2 separate regions of the Sus scrofa genome follow, and region 2 is linked to region 1. The links are chromatin contacts, called in public Hi-C maps. All regions are on one chromosome and are shown on one strand. The core of a region is the stretch at or near the end of the contact, and the rest is flanking DNA. Distances in the headings are between cores, read along the strand shown.

Region 1 (5,867 bases), core at 2,411-4,910:
AAAATTACCTGTAGTTCCCATCATGGCTCAGCAGAAACGAATCTGACTAGCATCCATGAGGACACAGGTTTGATCCCTGGTCTCGCTCAGTGGCTTAAGGACCTTGCATTGCTCTGGCTGTGGTGTAGGCCAACAGCCATAGCTCCAATTCAACCCCAAGCCCCTGGTAACCTCCATATGCCACCGGTGTGACCCTAAAAAGACATAATAATAATAAAATTACCTGAAGGCCATGTTTACCAAACATACCTCATCATACAATGCATCTGAGGATAATATTTGATAATATCCAGTTCCTCAGGGCTCACCCTAGAACCACTAAATTAGAATTTTCAGAGAAGGGGCCCAAGACACTTACTTTTAGCTAGGGAACATGTGGCATAGAGGATCTCACAAACATGAGAAAGTCCTCCTTGTCAATATCTGCTTAAATATACTGTGCCTGGAAGCAACAGGAAAGCTTGTTGAAGAAAACAAGTGCCCTCCCACCTCCAATTTCCAGAAAATAAGGACATGCTAAAAACAAACAACATCAAAAATCAGTAATGGGGATATGTAAAGTATAAAATAAATGTCCATGTGTCTATACTGATACAAATTATTGAATAAATAAATGGTAGAAAATAGACAAATCTCCCATGTAGAAGAATTCCAAATAATTTATGTGAAATTTAACTTCCTACCCCTTAAGTGTGGGTTCCACATAGTAATTAACTTTCCAAAAAAGGGAAGGAGAAAAGAATAACTTGTCATTGAAGAAAACTTCAAACACTACCTCAGCCAGGTGATCAAGAATAACATCAACAATGAAGTCATGTTGACAGTATGTACCCTTGCTATGATGTGCAGAATGGCACTTTAGGATTTCCCTGGTAGCCTAGCAGTTAAGGATCCAGCATTGTCACTGCTGTGGCACTGGTTCAATCCCTGGCCTAGGAACTTTCACATGCTATGGGCACAACCAAAAAAATAAAAAAGAAGAAGAAGGCACTTTACCTCTGTGGTCTTATTTCCAAAACCCATAACCCCATTTCTAATTATGATAAAAATATAAGACAAACCCATATTGAAGAGTATTCCATGAAACACTTGGCCAGTACTTCCCAAAACCATTGAGGTCATCAAAAAGCTAAAAAGTCTGAAAAATTATCACAACTAAGAAGAACCTAAGGAGACATTATGACAAAATATAATGTATTCTAGACAGGATCCTGGAACAAAAGTGGGACATTAAGTAAAAACTAAGGAAATCTTAATAACATATGAAACTTAGTTAATAATAAAGCATCAATATTAGTTCACTAGTTGAAATGCACCATATGAACAACATATGTTAATAACAGGCAACTGGGTGTATAGTATATGGCAACTCTATCTTTACAACTTTTCTGTAAATCTAAAACTGTTCTTGGAGTTCCCATCGTGGCTCAGAGGTTAACAAATCCGACGAGGAACCATGAGGTTGCGGGTTTGATTCCCTGGCCTTGCTCAGTGGGTTAAGGCTCTGGCATTGCTGTGAGCTGTGGTGTAGGTTGCAGACTCGGCTCAGTTCCCACCTGGCTGTGGCTCTGGCGTAGGCCAGCACCTACAGCTCCGATTAGACCTGGGAACCTCCATATGCCACAGGAGCAGCCCTAGAAAAGACTAAATAAATAAATAAATAAAACTGTTCTAAATCTTAGATATTATTTGAAAATAAAGAGAAAATCTGGAGTTCCTGTCGTGGCTTATTGGTTAACAAACCCAACTAGTAACCAAGATGTTGCGGATTCAATCTCTGGCTTCCCTCAGTGTGTTAAAGATCTGGCATCGCTGTGAGCTGTAGCAGACTCGGCTGGGATCCTGCATTGCTGTGACTGTGGTGTAGACCGGCAGCTACAGCTCTGATTGGACCTCTAGCCTGGGAACCTCCATATGCCGCGGGTGTGGCCCTAAAAAGACCAAAAAAAAAAAAAAAAAAAAAAAAAAAAAGAAAGAAAAAATCTGATTCAGAATGTCTGGGGTATGGTCCAATAATTCTCATTTTTAACCAACACTGTCATCTTGCGTCTTGCTACTGATGGTGTCACAAGTCCATTTTTTGAGAGGCACTACCCTAAGGTCAGCTCCCAGTGTGGCCTTCAGTTGAAAGCGGAGTGGCTGTGAGGCCACATGACCTCCGCCTGCAGCAAATTTGCTGACTAATGCTATAACAGCTATTTACAAAGTAGGTCAGCTCTGCCTCTGTTCACCTGTGTTCTTAAGGATTAGTCAGAAGAACAGGTACCTCTGTCTCTGCTCACCAGCAGGAAAAGGTGTGGTGGAACAGAAAAGTAGGCACCTAGTTTCCATTTTGAGAGTAACACCCATCTTAATGAGTGTCAAAACACCTTAGTCACTTCCATTTTGTTTATGCTGCTCCCTTTTAACGTACTACTTCCTTGGGCTCCATCCCAGAAAAAAGAAATCAAGTGCCAAGCACCATCCCACAAAATGAATTGCTAAAGAGGGCCACATAAATAATGTTGTTCCTGGACCCTTGTTTCCAATACTCACTTCTCTAGTCCTAATTGTCAGCCAGTCAGATTCCTAATGCTTTCTCGGTTCCCTCATAAAGAAGACACCCTTGACTCCTGCAGGTGAAAAGACTATAGCATTGAATGGCATACAGCAGTGTTTAGATAAGTGATTGTAAAGATCTAGGGATAACAGACTAATGATCCCTAGTAATCTACGCAACTTTATTAAAAACTCAGTTTACAGGGGGAGAAAACTGGTAGGAAAAACAGGGCAGATCTCAGACCTAGAAGGACAAATACTGCTGGGAGTTAGATTCTTTCGAAGTCCGTGGAAAACCGATAAACATGAATGTCAGGTGATACAGTTTTCATACATAGTCATTGCCACACTCTTTCCCTGAAGACAGGGAAATAATTCATCCTTCTCTTTGGTGTTTACTCCCTGTGTCCCCTGCTGCAATGTTGCTCAGCCAACCTGTACACACAGGTCTGTATATCTTTGCACAATCTTTCTGTTTTCTTAACCACTTCTTTTATTGCTCACTAAATTCCGCCCCCTTCACTCACTGTTCTGTTCAGAGTCCAGGGGTAGAGACCTGATTTCACTATTGATTCATGAAGACCTTGAGTGAGATCACTGCTAATTAGGAATGATCGTTTCTGTGAAAAGCCACTTCCCCTGAACTCAAAAAACAACCGCAACAGACACTGAAGCACCTAAAATGTGCAATGCACTGTGGGACTTTAAGGAACTACCAGCATAGAATTAGCACTGAACTCCACTGCCAATGGACCTGGATTCTAATTCCAGATCTGCCCCTGACTAATTCTGTCAGCATGGGCAAGTCAGCCTCCTGAGCCTCAGTTTCTTCTCTGCAAAACAGCTGAGCATAGTGGGACCCACTATCCCAGTTTCCCTAGGAGTCCCAGCTTCAGCACTCAAGTTGTGTTCCACTAAACTGGTCAGTACCAGGTGAGCCAGGACAGTTAGTTCCCATCTTGGACAGACTATCTGAGATCCTTTCTGGTTCAAATACTTGTGGGTCTAAACCTCAGATGCTTTTCAAGGCATGTTGTCTATGACCTTCCGAGGGTGTGAACAGAGTCACAGAGAGGCAGGGTGGTGGCTACACGCAAAGAACTTGGAAGGCTTCGTGCCTCCTGATCTGTGACTCACAGGCGATGCTGCAGGGCACCATTCCTGACATCTCAGGGGAAGAGATCAGCTGAGGATGGTACACTCAGGCAGGAGACATTCTTGGGTTTCCCAGTGGGAAAGAAATTCAAAAACAAGGGACTAACGAGAGGAGTTTGTAGCAAATGTTAAAGCTGCCAGCATTCTGGCAAGTGAGCCAATGACCTTTTTAAGCTACATGTACAACTGACTACTTCTTGGCCACCATCCCAATGAAGGCTCCTTTCCCAGTTTAGACTATATTCAAAACTGGCCTGGCAGCAAGGCTTTTAGCATCCTCAATGTAGCAGTCTTACTCCAGCAGGAGATCATATGAAATCAACTTTCTAATAAAGGCTTAAAATATTTTTTTTTAAATATTTTTAAAGCCCAAAACAAAAATAAACAAAAACTGAATGACTGCAAGTGCTGCTGTTGACAACTGAATCTGCTGTCCTATTTTTATGACTTTCAAAAAAGGATCCTAGCCTAACCTGAATCAAGAAGGAATACAGCTGAATTCGAGGTCTTGAGTGGATTTACCACACTGCAAAGGACTACAGAGGTTGCCAGCTGGCCCTGAGCTGACTTTGAAAAGAGATGCAGCTTGCTGCAGACCCATATTTAATTTAGAAGCAAACTTCATAATCACCTGGCACATTTTTCTGTGTGCCTGATTTCAGCTTTGTGCTTAAAATCAACTATTTCAATATCACCCCAATGAATAAATTTGGCCTAATTTTCTTCTTAGTCCTTCTTCTTAAACAGCTGGATCCATAACACAAGCCCCAAATAATTATTGAGTGATGATAGAGCGAATGTACGTGGAGAAAGTCAAAAGAGCTGGATTAAGGAACTAAAAAACAAATCGAGGAGTTTCTTTAACTTAGCAAATTAAGGTAACAGTTATGTAAAGCCTCTTACCTACCCTGAATAGGGGATTGGCATTTGCACCCAGTGTTCTAGGCCGAAGTATTCTAGACTGCAGCCTGTGGTATTCCTGCTACAACCAAAAAAACTTAGTACTCGAGGCTCTAGTTCCAAAGAATATAAAATGCAGTGAGGTAGATCTACATTTTCTCTCCCAAATGGAGACACATTCTTCAGCATGTCTCCAGATTTTCCATGAAAAATTAAGCATTTTGTGCTTTTCTTTTGCAAGTCAGTGATTTAGCCTGTTTGGTCTGAAAATCTTGCTATAAAGTCCTGTTTTTTTTTTTTTTTTTTTTTTTTTTTTTTTGTCTTTTGTCTTTTGTTGTTGTTGTTGTTGTTGCTATTTCTTGGGCCGCTCCGCGGCATATGGAGGTTCCAGGCTAGGGTTGAATCGGAGCTGTAGCCACCGGCCTACGCCAGAGCCACAGCAACGCAGGATCCGAGCCGCGTCTGCAACCTACACCACAGCTCACGGCAACGCCGGATCGTTAACCCACTGAGCAAGGGCAGGGACCGAACCCGCAACCTCATGGTTCCTAGTCGGATTCGTTAACCACTGCGCCACGACGGGAACTCCTAAAGTCCTGTTTTATCTGGCAGACTGAAAACATGTCCCACAGCCTTTGGAAGTTGCAGCAATTAGTCAACACAATGGTGACTAAAAAAAAAAAAAAAAAAAAAAAAAAAAAAACAGAAAAGAAGAAGAGAGGATTTCTTCTTCCCAAAGACCTCAATCTATTTTTTTTTTTTTTTTTGGTCTTTTTAGGGCCAAATCCACAGCATATGGAGGTTCCCAGACTAGGGGTCCAATAAGAGCTGCAGCTGCCGGCCTACACCACAGCCACAGCCACACCAGATACGAGCCACATCTGGGAACTACACCACAGCTCACAGCAATATCGGATCCTTAACCCACTGAGCAAGGCCAGGGATTGAACATGAATCCTCATGGATCTTAGTCGTGTTTGTTAACACGACTAAGCCACTACAGGAACTCCCTCAACCTGTCTAAGAAATTAAGCCTTGTAAGTATCCCTGGGAATAGCCGTATATTGAGAACAAGAAAGGAATGGCTCCTTCTCTAGAAGTTCCTTCTGGTCCTAAGATGCAGACTGTCTGAATTTTTATTATAAAAGAGTACATTTAATAGTTTATCTTGGCCTTCCAGCCCCAGACCCAGATGATGGTGATGCCCAAGAATTGGACTGCCAATTATAAACTCCTTTTTTTTTTTTTCTTTTTGGCCATGGCCACGGCACAGT
Region 2 (5,867 bases), core at 1,651-4,150, 50 kb after region 1:
ATATGTACTAGGGATGTACATGATAACATCATAAAGCTAACACTACTGAACATTATAAATGAAAATTAACAAAGTCCTAAGAGTTCTCACCACAAGGGAAAAATAACTTGTTAATTTTTTTCTTTAATGTGGTATCTACATGAAATGTTGGATGTTCACTAAACCTACTGTGGAAATCATTTCATGACATATGTAAGTCAAATAATTACGTCGTACACCTTAACCTTACACAGTGCTGTATATTAATTACATCTCAATAAAACTGAAAGAAGAAAAAAAAACCCAAACATATTCTTACCATGAAATCCAGAAATTTTGCTCCTTGGTATTTACCCAAATGAGTTGAAAACTTAGGTCCATGTAAAACCTTGCACGTGGATGTTTATAGTAGCTTTATTTTCATTGCGAAAACTTGGCAACATTCAAGAAGTCCTTCAGTAGGTGGATGGATAAACTGGGGTACATCTAGATGATAGACTATTATTTAGCCCTAAAAAGAAATGAGCTATTAAGTCATGAAAAGACACAAAAGAAACTTAAATGCATATTACTAAGTGAAAGAAACATGAAAAGACTACATACTGTATGGTTTCATCTATAACATTCTGAATAATGTTAAGACAATAGACACAATATAAAGATCAGTGGTTGTCAAGGGTTAAGGGAGAGGAAAGGATAAATAGGTAGAGCACAAGTGATTTTTAGAGCAGTGAAACTATTCTGTATGGTACTATGATAGTAGGTATGTCTCATGATACATTTGCCAAAATCCATAGAATGTATATTTCTAAGAGTGAACTCTAAGGTCAACTATGACTTTGAATGACAATAATGTGTCAACAAAGGCTCATTAATTGTAACAGATGTACTACTCAGGTAGGGGATTTTAACAGTTGTGCTTGTACATGCACAGGAGATATATGGGTATTCTCTGTACTTTCGCCTTAACTTTGCTGTGAGCCTAAACTACTCTTAAAAAAAAAGTCTATTAAAAAAAAAAAAAAAAAGGTTCTCCAAGTGACTCTAATGTGCAGCTAAGGTTGAAAACTACTGGCCTAGGTTCTTTGCATACATAATCTCCTTCCACTCTTCTAACACTTCAATATTCTGTAATAACCTATAAGGAAAAAGAATCTGAAAAAAAATACATATATATAAAACCAAATCATTATGTTGTACACCTGAAACTAACATACTATAAATCAGCTATATTTCAATAAAAATAATTGAGGTTATTCATTTACATTCTGATATATCTTTAAAAAATATTTTAAAGATATATTTCTTCTTCATTCTTCTTTTTTTTTTTTTTTTTTTTTTTTTTTTTTTTTTTTTTGTCTTTTTTTTTGTTGTTGTTGTTGTTGCTATTTCTTGGGCCGCTCCCGCGGCATATGGAGGTTCCCAGGCTAGGGGTCCAATCGGAGCTGTAGTCTCCGGCCTACGCCAGAGCCACAGCAACGCGGGATCCGAGCCGCGTCTGCGACCTACACCACAGCTCACGGCAACGCCGGATCCTTAACCCACTGAGCAAGGGCAGGGACCGAACCCGCAACCTCATGGTTCCTAGTCGGATTCGTTAACCAATGCGCCACGACGGGAACTCCTCTTCTTCATTCTTAACGCCAAAAACTAGGCCCTTTGGGCTCTTCCTCCCTCCCTCCACTACTGGGGGACTTTAGCAATCTCCCAGTTAGTCTCCTTGTCTAGGTTTTTAGCCATTCTGGACACTCTGGCCCTATACATCTAAGGCCCAGAACTTTTTCAGTCAATGTTCTAGTCCAGAACATGTTACCTCACCCTAAATTCTGGATCCCACATAAGACCCTTCTCACTTTAGCTCTTATCTTCTCTATCATTGCTTAATGCTGGTTTTTTGCTTGAGGTGCTGGTCCTCCTTCCTGTGTCTCAGAACATAGGGTTTGCTTGTATTCTTTCTCCTCCCTTGTGGTGTTCACATTCTACCCACTCTTCAAGGTCCAAGAGGAACCCACCTCCTCCTTAAAGATTTTCCTGCAGCTCTTAAGTCACATTCATAGCTCACAAATAATTATTCTCATGTGTTGTAGTTCTGACAAGATAGTTGGAATGTTCTACTCTTTTCTCTGAGTTTCATCTGTTAACAGGAGACCTAGGGACACTTACCTGCCACAGTCGGACAAGTACTTATAGATATCTTCAGTGCAAATCTGTAATTTCCAAAATACTAGTTCTTCAAGCATATGGTGAACCCAATCTAACTGCTTAAAAGAACGCTTCTCAAATACTATCATATAATATTCATGTTTGTTTAAAAGATGAAAAAGTGAGAGTACAGTGGGTGTCTGGGCATGGGTTTACCTATCTCACAAACCAAGGCATTAATTTCTTGATTTTAAAAAAAGGAAGCTATAGTCACATTTCCAATTAATTATATCCTAAATATCTCCATGTACGTACCATAAGCAAATATATTTTGTTTTCAACGCCTGTGAAACAGAACGTCCGAAGGGAATAATTACAGACATTCTTGCGACCAAAACCCACAGGAAAAAATCAAAAGCACACTCGCAGTGCTGCTGCTTACTGGGGACGCCATTGGGCCTGAATTCACGCTTTTGGGAGCCTCAGTTCTCTCATCCGTACAATGGAGAGAACACTCGACAATATTTACTTCCCCGGAGTTGTGAAAGATTTTCTTTCCAACGAACTGCGGGCGGTTTGCCTCCTAGGACCGAAGGGAGGCGCTTCTCCTCCCGCGACACTTTTCGGTGCTCGAGGAGGGGTGACCAGTTCTTGGCCGGGTACGGTCGCCCTGGTAGGACGCCAGGCAAAGACAGCCTGGGCCGCAGGTTTGACGTGCAGCCTGAGTGCCGTCAGCAGGAGCGCGCCAAGTGTGTACACACCGTGCAAAACACGCTGAGCGTACGTGCAGCCGCGCGTGCGGGGTGGTGGGAGCGCGCTCCGATTGATAGCATAGTGAAGGTGCAGGGCGTACGATAGTAAAGCGACAGCTGACAAGGCCGAGGGAGACCGAGGCCCGGAGTGCGAGAGAGACCAGAGAGAGGCGGCGACGCGTCCCGCCGCCTGGCACCCAGGGCTGGCGCCCCTTGCGCCACTGGCCGACCGGCACCTGCAGCGCCCCACGTGGCGGCCGGCGAGGTCGCAGTCAGTAGAGCCCATTTGCTCCGCCTCCGCGCCGCACGGCTGCCCTCCGCAGCTTCCCCGCCCGGCTCTCCCCCGACCCTCCTCCCTTCCCCCTCCCGGATCGCGATGGACGCGGCCTCCCCCGCCGCCGCCGCCGGCAGCACCGCGCGGGCCTCTGAGCTGTAAGGCCGGAGGAGCCGCGTGCCGGGGACGGGACGTGCGCTGGCTGCCGCTGGTCTGGGGAACCTCTCGCTTCCCCGTCACCAGGTCCCCGCGGAGGAAGGGGAGGGACGAGGAGCGGCTTTTCCTGTGCCGCTTGCCCGGCTCGACCTGCGCGGCCTGCGGCTTCCTGGGAACTCTAGGGCCGCGGCCGGGCCTGGCTCTGCCCGCGGCCTGCTTGGAGCTGGACCGGAGTGGTTTGGGAGGACAGGCCCGGGTAAGAGCTTGAGGGAAGGGGAGGCGGGGACTCCCTGGGCGGTCGGAACGGCCCTGGTGCCGGGATGAGGGATGCCCGGCGGCGGGCTGGGAGCGAGACCCCGGCCCCTGGTAAGGTCGGCGGCACTGCTGTTGACTTACCCTCTTAGCCCCTTTGTTTCCCAGCCTTGGCTCTGCCCGGGGCGGGACCCGGCTTGTCCAAGCCGGAACCTACGGCAGCCCCCCCCCTCCCCTTGTCCTTGAGAAGGTTTCGCCGCCCGGCGGGGCCAGGGACATCTCCCCGGGCCTCGGAGTTCCGGGCGCCGCTCCCGGGAGACCCATCTCCGAGCCCGCCTCGGTGGCCTCCTCTAGGGTAGAGAGGCTTGCTGCTCCTCCTCCAAAACTTCCCCCTCCTTTTCGACACAGGTAGCTAACTTAGCCGGGTTTGGTGCCAGGAAACCGGAGCGCGGTGCCTGCGCCTCTCGGCGCGGGGTCGAGTGGGCCTAGGGTGTTGGGTCACCCCTGCTGACGGCCGCCGTTGGGTGCCCACTGGAACCTGCCGCTGGGTTTATACACCTGCACCTGGGTTGCAGGGGACCCAAAGCCGTCTCTCCTTCACGGCACTTACGAGCTTTTGTAATGACTTGCCTGTTGTGGTTGCTTTTCCTTCGCTGTTGTTGTTTTTAACCAACTGCCCACTCTATGGGGACAGGGAAAGAGGACCATAGATTAGCCTATATTCTGATCCGTAATGTGTTAGTCCATTGTACTTACTTTTAGCATTTCTTTTAAAACTTTTAAAAACAGTTGCCAAAACAGCCAAAATTCCTAATCAAGTTTTTATTCCTAGATAGATCTTGTGTCTATCATTTGTATTTAGATATGGTAAGAATAGCAGTAAGTAAATCGAGAAGTCGGCAGAATTTATGAAATTGGAGGTAATTTTAAAATAGAAACTTAATTTGGAGAGGGATTAGATCAAAATTCTTAGTCTCCTTAAAATACTGATTCTCATCCTTATCCGAAGATCAGTTTTGGGTCGAGGAGGGGAAAGACGTTTGCTGAAAAAAAAGAACTCATAGTAAGGTGTTGTTTGCCTTTTGGCACAGACATTAGTGATAGCAGTACTGGGATAGGAAGCTTGTTTAACTGTCTTTGACAAAGACGGCTCAGGTTTCCAGTTAAGCAGCAACCTAATCAGCTTATATTCTTGTTCAAAACTGGTTTTTATTTAGTGTGATATATGAAGTTAAACCGAGGAATAAGGAAAGTTGAAAAACTGCATTAAGCTCTCTATCCACACACACTTATGAGTCTTTTCTAATTCCAGGAGGACACCACGAAAATTTGGCTCTGGCCCGTGTAAAAGAAAAAAAAAATTTAAACCCACCCTGATCATTTCTGGACATTTAGAGGAATTTTTGCTTTTACTTTTTTAATTTAAGCAAAGAGCCTTTAAAAAAAAAAAAACCATGGCAGATGTGGATCCAGATACATTGCTGGAATGGCTGCAGATGGGACAGGGAGATGAAAGGGACATGCAACTAATAGCCCTTGAACAGCTATGCATGCTGCTTTTGATGTCTGACAACGTGGATCGTTGTTTTGAAACGTAAGTACATCCCTTCATCATCTTCCTTTGGAGTTGCTGTAGTGACATCTACATGACATGTTTTCAGCCATTTCCTGATTTTAGCTTCTGTAGAATTTTCTTCAGTGAGTTTTAAAACTTTTAAAAAGTTTCTGCAGTTTTGCATTTGTATTTTTCTGAGAAATAAAAATTGGTAGGTGAACTAACTCCAGTAATGATAGTTACGACACAAATACATGTTTGTTGAATGAATAGGAATTAGTAGGGAATACTAATTTTAACCTTGTGTGTGATTGATCCATTTTCAGAATATTTTATGAACTGGGAAATACAAATACTTCTTTAAGGTTGGTTATTTCTGTATGAAAAAAATTGGCCTGAAATTAACAAAAGAATACAAACTATAATGAATATATGTTTCCAGTTGCCCTTGGTATTAATTCATGACACTGCCTTTGTTAAAGCAAATGATTGGTTTGTAAATTTCAGTTTGGAGCAGGTATAAATTAGACCTTACCCATATAACATACTTTTTGGAATAGTAGAAGCAAACTTTGAGGTTTGTAGAGTTTAAACAGTTTCATTCAGAGGTTATGTAGAATTTGCAAAAATGTAAAGGAACTAGATTGGTCATTAATGCCATATGTTTCCACTTATATGCTTGCCTAATTAGATTAACTGTTTTGAATGCCAAACACACTGGTTTTTGCTGTTTATTTTATATTTATATTTACAATTT

The links. A called contact is a pair of places that touch in the nucleus more often than the background predicts.
Region 2: a contact with region 1 is called in a Hi-C map of liver, with 3 times the contacts expected there. The contact joins the promoter of HECTD1 here to the enhancer-like site in region 1. A contact is called at or near these places in 1 of 5 promoter capture datasets (liver), 7 of 47 Hi-C or Micro-C datasets (embryonic fibroblasts, heart right ventricle, liver and 1 more) and 2 of 2 datasets of contacts at active chromatin or transcription factors (alveolar macrophages and skeletal muscle).

Annotation. Positions count from the first base shown.
Region 1 is chr7:68,264,066-68,269,932 of Sscrofa11.1, forward strand. All of the region lies in intron 3 of LOC102165023 (a long non-coding RNA gene), which reads right to left. Among named protein-coding and RNA genes, the nearest start is that of HECTD1, 51 kb to the right of the region's middle. Within about 2 kb of position 3,661, at least 13 of the 83 cell types and tissues checked have an H3K27ac peak or open chromatin away from gene starts, as enhancers often do. A contact at or near this core is called in liver and skeletal muscle, where this site is marked.
Region 2 is chr7:68,315,267-68,321,133 of Sscrofa11.1, forward strand. HECTD1 (E3 ubiquitin-protein ligase HECTD1) reads left to right here and starts at 2,901. Exons shown (of 41, transcript XM_021099884.1): 1 at 2,901-3,559; 2 at 4,868-5,149. The coding sequence starts at 5,010. It overlaps LOC110261745, which reads right to left and starts at 3,879. Exons shown (of 3, transcript XM_021100055.1): 1 at 3,826-3,879; 2 at 2,437-3,768; 3 at 298-490. The coding sequence starts at 3,879. The coding sequence ends at 2,647.